Linked DNA regions of Rattus norvegicus: region 1 is linked to region 2. Evidence: chromatin contacts called from public Hi-C data. All regions are on one chromosome and are shown on one strand. Each heading gives the region's core, a stretch centred on a gene start, on an enhancer-like site or on the middle of the called end of the contact. The rest is flanking DNA. Distances are from core to core; before and after follow the strand shown.

Region 1 (4,194 bases), core at 37-2,536, 89 kb after region 2:
ATTACAGATGGTTGTGAGCCACCATGTGGTCGCTGGGATTTGAACTCAGGACCTCTGGTAGAGCAGTCAGTGCTCTTAACCACTGAGCCATCTCTCCAGCCCTAAAATGTCTTGTTTTATCAGAATAAAATAAACTTTAAAAATATATCAGACCCAAAGCTTTTGGTTCTAGTTGAGTAGTTTTACCCATTTGCATAAAGTTTTTTAATAGCATTAAGTTATCATTTCTGTATCTGGGCCCAAATATGACTCTTAATGCTTATGACATTCTGCCAATTTTTTCCCAAGTACTGTCTAGAGAAAGACTTCCAATGCCTTGCAGGAGGCAGAAAAGGAGATGAAATCTGAACTCCTGGAACCTGGAACCTAGATACAAGCACTCTAGGAAGGAAAGCACTGGACAAAGTTTAAAGACCACTTAAAAGAGTGAAAGCATTAGTAAGAAAGCCCAATTTAGTGCAGATTAGGAATGTAGGTGAGGCCCATCACACAGATATGGGTTCAAATCCCAGTTGCACCTCTTCAGCTATGAAACTCCAAGCAACTCATTCTACCTGTCTGAAACCTCATCTGTAAAATGGAAGGTACAAAAATTAAAACAACACACAAGACATGCTTAGTCCATTATCCATGGCTGGTTGATTGAGTGCTGGAGTTACTGCTGGGCCAAGTTAAATGCAATTCTTTTACAGCAAATCTTCTGTTCTCTCTATATGTTTTTTTGACAGGTCAAAAAAAAAAGCAATATGAGACTTAGCAAATGCCTTTCTATGGATTTATAAATGTCCACCCATTTGATCTTTGTATCAAACCTATTGAGTTAGATACTATTGTTCCAACCCAACCTCATCTAACAGATGCGCAAAATGAGACACGGAGCTGTCAAGTAATTTGCTCACCATCACACCCAATGATGACTAATAGCAGGGCTGTGGTTGAAGCCCCCATCTGGGTTAGGGGGCAAGTCATGAATAACAAAAGTCAGATCTTGTTTGATGATAGAATTCTACTGCTTTTGGAAATATAGAGGGCTGGAGTAGTTCAATCACAGAGTACTTGTTCAATGTTCAAGGCTCCATATCTTCCACTGGCAATAAAGAAAAACTACTACTCTTGGGGATTTTCTCAGGATCCCTGTGCCAAAGACATCGTATGTCACTCATACTTTCTTTGGGTTCCTTTGCTTCTAGGAAGCACTTGGCAGGAAAAAGTATCCGCCATCCGAAGCTATATGCAGAACCACACCATGGCTCCAACTGGGGTTCTTCTATCCGCACTCGATGAGACAGCCTGTGAGTGGGGATTTGTGAACATGAGTGGGTCTGGTAGTCCCAAGCCTCCTGGGCCTTGTGACATAGAGATTTTCCTAAAATAACAACATATTCACCAGCTCCTGTGAGCTCTGTGGTCATAGTCTGTGGGAGCTTAGAGTGGGAGAGAGCAGCTGCTCAGGGCTACAGAACAAGGAAACCAGGGAGCTCCAAGCAAGTGGGTAAGCCCACAGGCTACCTGCGAAATGTACTGGCCAGGGCAACAGGGTAATTGTGTCTTCTTAGGAGAAAGAAGGTCCACAAAGCCAGCAGCAACCCTGATTGTCATCTAGGCCACTCAAAGTCCCAACTTTGATACCCAGAGTAACCCTCTTCTGTTCCCACATGGCTGAAGACTTCCCGCCCAATTCCTATGGCTGAGCTTCAGACATTTGGAGGATGCCCCAATACTTAGTGCTTAATGTCACCTCTCTCCATTTTATGGAGGAGACATCTATAGCTCTCTTCAGCAGCTTGAGATCTCTAAAAAGGTTGAGAAGCATTCATAGGCAAATGCCACAAACTGCTGTCAGTAGTAATCTTGAAGCCAAAACAGATAGTGGAACACAGGTGTCATAAATGCTGCTCCCATTCAGAATGACCTCAAAAAATCCCATCAATTTTTTTCCAGGGCTCTTCAACCTCCGTAGCAGTGACATCCCCTATAACCCCTTCTTCTACTCCTATACGCTGCTCACGGACTCTTCCATCAGGTACAGCTTCTCCTCCGCTTACTGTTGTGAATCTCCTCCAGCTTCCACCCTATCCTGTACCACTGATGTCACAGCCTTCAGGCTACTCGTAACTTTGGGTGCCTACCACACCAGACTTCTCCTAGGAAACTTCCCACTAGCTGTTCCTGACCGCTTGACTATTAGTCCCAGTTAAACCAAGTCTAATCCCCTGGTTCTCTATGTTGGTTCCCTGTGACCCTTTGGAATCAAAAGACCCCCCATATGCTTCCAATTCCATGTGTTCCCCCTAGTAGGCAGGCACTCAGGACCCTCCTGGTCTTCCCTCTCCACATAGGTTGTTTGTCAACAAGAGTCGCTTTAGCCTGGAGACCCTGCAGTACCTGAATACAAACTGCACACTACCCATGTGTGTACAACTTGAAGACTACAGTCAAATTCGTGATGGTGTGAAAGCCTATGCTTCAGGCAATGTGAAAATCTTGATTGGGATCAGCTATACCACCTATGGGGTCTATGATGTGATACCAAAGGTAGGTTTGCCAGTCACTGGCCTCCTTCTGCTCCAGACATAACTGTCTAAATGGGACCCCTCTGCCATTGGTCCAGCTTGTCAGTCAGCTAATGTGCACTGTGTAGCTGTTTAGAACTCATTGATGGAAGACAGAGGAGGAGGAGGAGGAGGAGGAGGAGGAGGAGGAGGAGGGGGAGGGGGAGGGGGAGGGGGAGGGGGAGGGGGGAGGAGGAGGAGGAGGAGGAAGAGGAGGAGGAGGAGGAAGAGGAGGAAGAGGAGGAAGAGGACAAGTAGCTCAGTCAGTCTAGATCTCTGTTTCTTTAAAATGGTCATGAGGTTGAGCCCTTATAAGAGTTGTATGACTTCAAGGATATAGTACTTGTGAAGCCCATTGGCTGCCATAGTATATGTTTGGGGCCTGGGAACCACTCTGATATGTGTAAGAAACTCCAACATGCCAGACCTGACTGCTAGTGCCAGGACAATTTTCATCAAGGAAACCTATATGCAGAAAACTAGGAAAGACCTGCCTATTCAGAAAGCAGCCAAAGGAGAGGACCTGGTCATGAAAGAGATCAGCAAGTCTTACAGTCTCACCCTAGCTAGGACTTCCTCTCTGCCCTTTGTAAAAGCACCACTTACCTTGGACGGTGCTTCTAGTCCATCTTTTGGTTCATGTTCTCAACAGGAAAAACTCGTGACAGAGACCTACTCCCCAGTGATGTTAATCAAGGCTGTGAAGAACAGCAAGGAGCAGGCCCTCTTGAAAGCCAGCCATGTAAGTCCTTTGGGAGGTCCGTTGGGAGGTCTGTCTGATGAGTTATAATGCCTTCCAGACAGAAGCCTGAGGAAGTCTCTAAAAGAAAGCAAGAAGCAACAAATATCTCTATTTATATCTATATAGATATGTAGATATTACATGTGGTGATTGCATTGCTTCAAACACTGCCTGTATTAAGTAACTGTCAGCATAACAATTTTGTGCCTGGCAAGAGAAGATTCTTAACATTAGGATAAAAGACCTTATTTGGAAAGTTTTTTTTTTTTTCAGAAAAAAAAATTTAACGTATACTACAGAATAGAAAATAGCCTAAGATTCCCTATGTTCCCATTACCCAGCTTCAATAATCAAGTCATGCCCAAAGCTATTTCACCTCTAACACCGCCCTCCCCACCCCACCTCTGTGCATGACCCTCCCCTCCCACCCCTTGCTGCTGGATTATTTTAAAGCAAATCCCACACATTGTCTCATTTCAACTGTCACCGCTTCGGTGTGTATTTATAAAGATAAGAAGGCTTTTAAAAACATGAGCACACTCTGATTAGATATAAACAGTAACGAGAATCCTTTTGCTATCCAGTAGCCAGTAAAATTGTTATGTTTTCAAAGCACTCAGTCCCAGGGCAGCTATCTGATCGGCTTCCCTAAGAGAGGAAGCTGCCACTCTGGCCCGCTTTAGTCACTGTTCCCGCTTCAGGTGCGGGACGCTGTGGCTGTGATCCAGTACTTGGTCTGGTTGGAGAAGAACGTGCCCAAAGGCACGGTGGATGAGTTTTCTGGAGCGGAACACATTGATCAGTTACGACGGTACTGAACTTATTATCTTTTGGTGCGGGGGTGGGGGATGGGGAAGTGAGGAGTAATTAGTCTCCTTAGGAAGAAGAAAGATCCTGCTT
Region 2 (3,781 bases), core at 793-3,292:
GCTATGTAAACTCCATGGTGGAGGGGCAGGCTGATGTGGTATCTTTATTCATAGTTTTTGCTCCCTTCTGGCCATTGCTTAGCTGACATGAATTTCTGAGGATAAAGTCTTTACTCCTCTTCCTAAGGAGGAGGGCTGCCTCAGTGCTAGGTAGGGTCTTGCCGGAGATCACTGGACTACCTGGAGGCAGGAGGCATCAACGGGGCCAATGTACTTTCCTGAGAAGCCTGACAATGTACTGAGTTCAGGGCAATGCCAAAGAACAAAAGCACAGAAAGGAGGTGGTTACACAGAGAGGCAGGCAGAGTTGGCTAGAACCCCAGAGGCTCCTGGGCAGTATGCCATCTTCCTGTTCTGGGGGGTGGGGGGGGGTCGTCAAACTAAGAATGTTCCTGGGCCCTTCCTCTAGGAAACTTGCTGTCCTGTTCACTCCCTCTCTCTCCACTCTCACCTCCTTGTGACTCCAGCCCTGGCACTGGCAACTGTCCACCTGGTCTCGGCCTTCCCTTTCGGCTGTGCCAGGCAGGCTGCCGTGACAGCCAGATCACAGGACTGGGGCAGCTGAAGGTGGGAGCTGGCAGTCCCAGGAGGCTCTGACCCACAGAGGACAGGCAGACCGAGCAGGAGCTGTTGGGACACTAAGGACCCAGGAGACTGAAGTAGACAAGAGATTATCGGTGCAGAGAATTTCCAGGTAGGAGGTTAATACAGGTGGAGGTGAAGGGAGTCCTCTTCCCTGAGCTGCGTGGAGGTTATGAGATCAAGTGCCTGTGTTTCCTCTTTTTTGGTACCTGGAGACCGGGGACCAAAGTTATACCTGGGGCAAGAGTGGAGGATGAAGCCAGAATTGAGAAGAGCCAAGTCTCCAGAGAGATGGAGGTTGTGGAGCCAGGTGTCCCACAATGGAGCAGGGAACAAAATCATCCAGGACCTTGGAGTACAGAATACCAGCCTGGCCCTGTCCAGTCCAGATCTGCCTAAGGACTATACCTCTGCTTACACAGAGGCTGAAGGAGCAACAGCTGAGATCCACTAGCCACTGCGGTCGCCCCCGCCCCCGCAGCGTGCTCCTGACTATGCAACAAGTGTCACGTCTACATGTTGGCACATCATCCCCAGTAGCTTGAGCCCCTGGACTGGCCAGCAGCCCCTAAACTCCAAGACCCAGAGACCTTCAACATGGAGTCCTGACCCACTCAGCTCAGGTCAGCCACCTCCACTGATTCACGAGGTGAGCTGGACATGCTCCCATCCTCTCCCCCAACCCTGAACCACCACCACGTGGGGTACAGGGTGCAGGGTGCAGGACATAAAGTGTGAGTCTGTGGCACGGAACACTTTAAAGTACGAGGGACACGGGAGTATGGGGGTGCTAAGTGGTGATATACCAGATAATCACGAAGCCCCCCGCGCTGTCCGAAGAAGCAAAGCCTACATGGCACGTCGCCCCGTGGCCCCAGATGCCCTGTCAATAGGCCTCCCGGTGCGGCTGGCGCGTGGCTGCTCCTGCAAGACTCGCGCCGGGTTTCCCCGGAGGCGGGAAGAACGCGCGTGGGGCGGAAAGAGAGGATCGCGCAGGCTGCACCTCGGGAGAGCCCCGGAGAAAGCCCAAGCGAGCAAGAGGGCACGCACTCACCTCCACACACGGCAGTCAAGGAGAGCCAGAGCAGCAGCAGCGCCTGCACGCAGAAACTCAGATTCATGCTGCAACTCGGTCCGTGGCAGCCCTAATGAGCCGGCGAGTGGGCGGAGAGGCCGGGCACCCTGACGCAAAGAAAGGCGCGAGCCGGGGCTAGCGCGTGCGGGCACGGAGCTCGCGTGGCTCCCGGACCGCTGGCTGGAGAGAGTGAGCGCCCCAGCCGCACCGCTGGCTACCGGCCCCAAGCCTGCTCGCTGCCTCTGCTCTGGTGCAGCCTCCTCTGCCGCCGCAGGGCAGCGCCGCGAAGCTGGCCTTGGTGGCTCCAGTCAGCAGCAAAAACTCTCCAAGTGGTTAGCTGTGCTCTGCCCGCGACTCCCAACTACCCGTTGGTCCAGGCTGCTGGAGAGAATGCTTCCCTGCTCACTTCGGGGTCTGCATTTTGTAGCTTGTGGTTTGGCCGCGAGCCCACTTGGTCATGTGGTCATTAGGAGGCGGGGGTGGGGCGGGGGGAGGCAGGAAGAGGGAGAGGGAGTGAGCCTCCCGCACCGCCCCCCTCCCGGGAAGCATGCTGCAGCCCTATCCAGGGCGCGAGAGAGAACCCCGAGGTGGCCCCACAACAAAGGCTGAGCGGCTGCTCGGACAACCCACAACTGCTCCCGGGACAATGCCTGCCTGGCCGGGGTCCAGAGGGTTCGTAGAGACCTGAAGGATTTCAAACGCAAAAAACATTTGGAGCAGTGAAGGGTACTCTTAACCCTTTCTCACCTGGGTTTCCTTAACAGCTGTCAGGATAGTTGGGCATTTGGAGAAGGATCCTGTTTGGACTCCCCACAACACCCTCCCTCCTTTTCTGAATCTAACTTTGTTCTTTCTTTCCTTGACACTGCATCCCCAAGTATGGGTTTGCTCCTTTGCTCAAGACCTCCCCTACTCCGCCTCCTTTCTCCTCTGCATCTTCAACTGAATTAGAATTGGGGGTGACTGCCTAGGGTGTGCATAAAACTTAGGTCACTGCTTACCACCCTTAATTCTCCCGCTGTCCCCCAACGTGTGCCCTCTACCTGGATGCCTGGCTCCATGACTAAGCTCTTTATGCATACAGCAAAACCTCGATGTCCCACTCAATCTAAAAGCCACCGTTCTGTCTCTGCCCATTCCGGAGATACTGCCCCCTGGTTCCTCTTCACTGTTCGGAGACATTCTGCAGGGTTCTACCGCGTTCCCCTTCTTGTTGCTTGGAGCTGTCCTTTACTTAGTTTGTCCCATTGTAGGGGGGCCTCCCAACGCCTTCCAAACTCGGCTGAATTTTTTTTTACACTCAACTGGGATTCCTTGCTATAAGAGGGCCCCGGAACCATTTGCCTTTCTACTCTAGAGGCTTAGCTCCTTTTACAGCCTGGGGGCTCCCAAAGAAATGCACCAGACTGGGAACCCCTTAAGATTGGACCATAATGGTCCCAATCTTCCAGATCTCTCTAAAGTCCCCAATATCACTCTCTGCACATAGGTGGCACTCAACACATATTAAAAGACTAAATCAAAAGGTGTTTCCACCTTGAAGCAAGGCAGGCAGTTTGCTCCATGTGTACATCCAACCATACACAAAAGGTACGTTGGACAGTGTTTCTATGTACCACAGAAGATGTGAAAAGGTAGGCTATATCACTATGGAATATCTTTGAAATGTTACAACATTCCAATACATACACGTTGTCAGTTTCTCTGCCAAAACCATTTACAAGAAAGTGACCCTTTTTCTGTATAAATGCAGTTCCAGGCCCAGAACAGGGCCTCAGAGCTAACTGGGGCTTCAGAATTTATGATTTTAAATATATGAGTAACTGTTCAAATAAATTAATGGAGTTGGATGGGAATAAGACAGGGTTCTTGATGGTGTTCTGTGATCCAACTGGCCACATTGTAAAGAAGAGGGACCAGGAAGACTCTCTTCAGTTGAGGGACCCTAGATCTAAACAGCCAGCATGGGTACCATGTCACTCTCTTCTTGCCCTCTCCTACTGGAAAGAATAGTTCAGTGAGAACAAGAAACACTGTCCTCTAGATGTGTCTGTTGTAGGCCATTGCTGCCCTTACCCACACGTACTGAATCTTATGGGAAGGATAGTCTCTGCTCTGACAACT

What was found. Hi-C and Micro-C count contacts between places; a contact is called where the count stands out from the background.
Region 1: a contact with region 2 is called in a Hi-C map of prefrontal cortex, with 2.6 times the contacts expected there. The contact joins the enhancer-like site here to the promoter of Apln in region 2. A contact is called at or near these places in 3 of 12 Hi-C or Micro-C datasets (Schwann cells, frontal cortex and prefrontal cortex).

What each region holds. Positions count from the first base shown.
Region 1 is chrX:132,179,050-132,183,243 of GRCr8, forward strand. Xpnpep2 (X-prolyl aminopeptidase 2) reads left to right here. Exons shown (of 21, transcript NM_057155.4): 8 at 1,191-1,292; 9 at 1,942-2,023; 10 at 2,340-2,535; 11 at 3,205-3,294; 12 at 3,996-4,105. Among named protein-coding and RNA genes, the nearest start is that of Xpnpep2, 13 kb to the left of the region's middle. Within about 2 kb of position 1,287, at least 4 of the 93 cell types and tissues checked have an H3K27ac peak or open chromatin away from gene starts, as enhancers often do. A contact at or near this core is called in prefrontal cortex, where this site is marked.
Region 2 is chrX:132,089,204-132,092,984 of GRCr8, forward strand. It overlaps Apln (apelin), which reads right to left and starts at 2,043. Exons shown (of 3, transcript NM_031612.3): 1 at 1,637-2,043. The coding sequence starts at 1,703.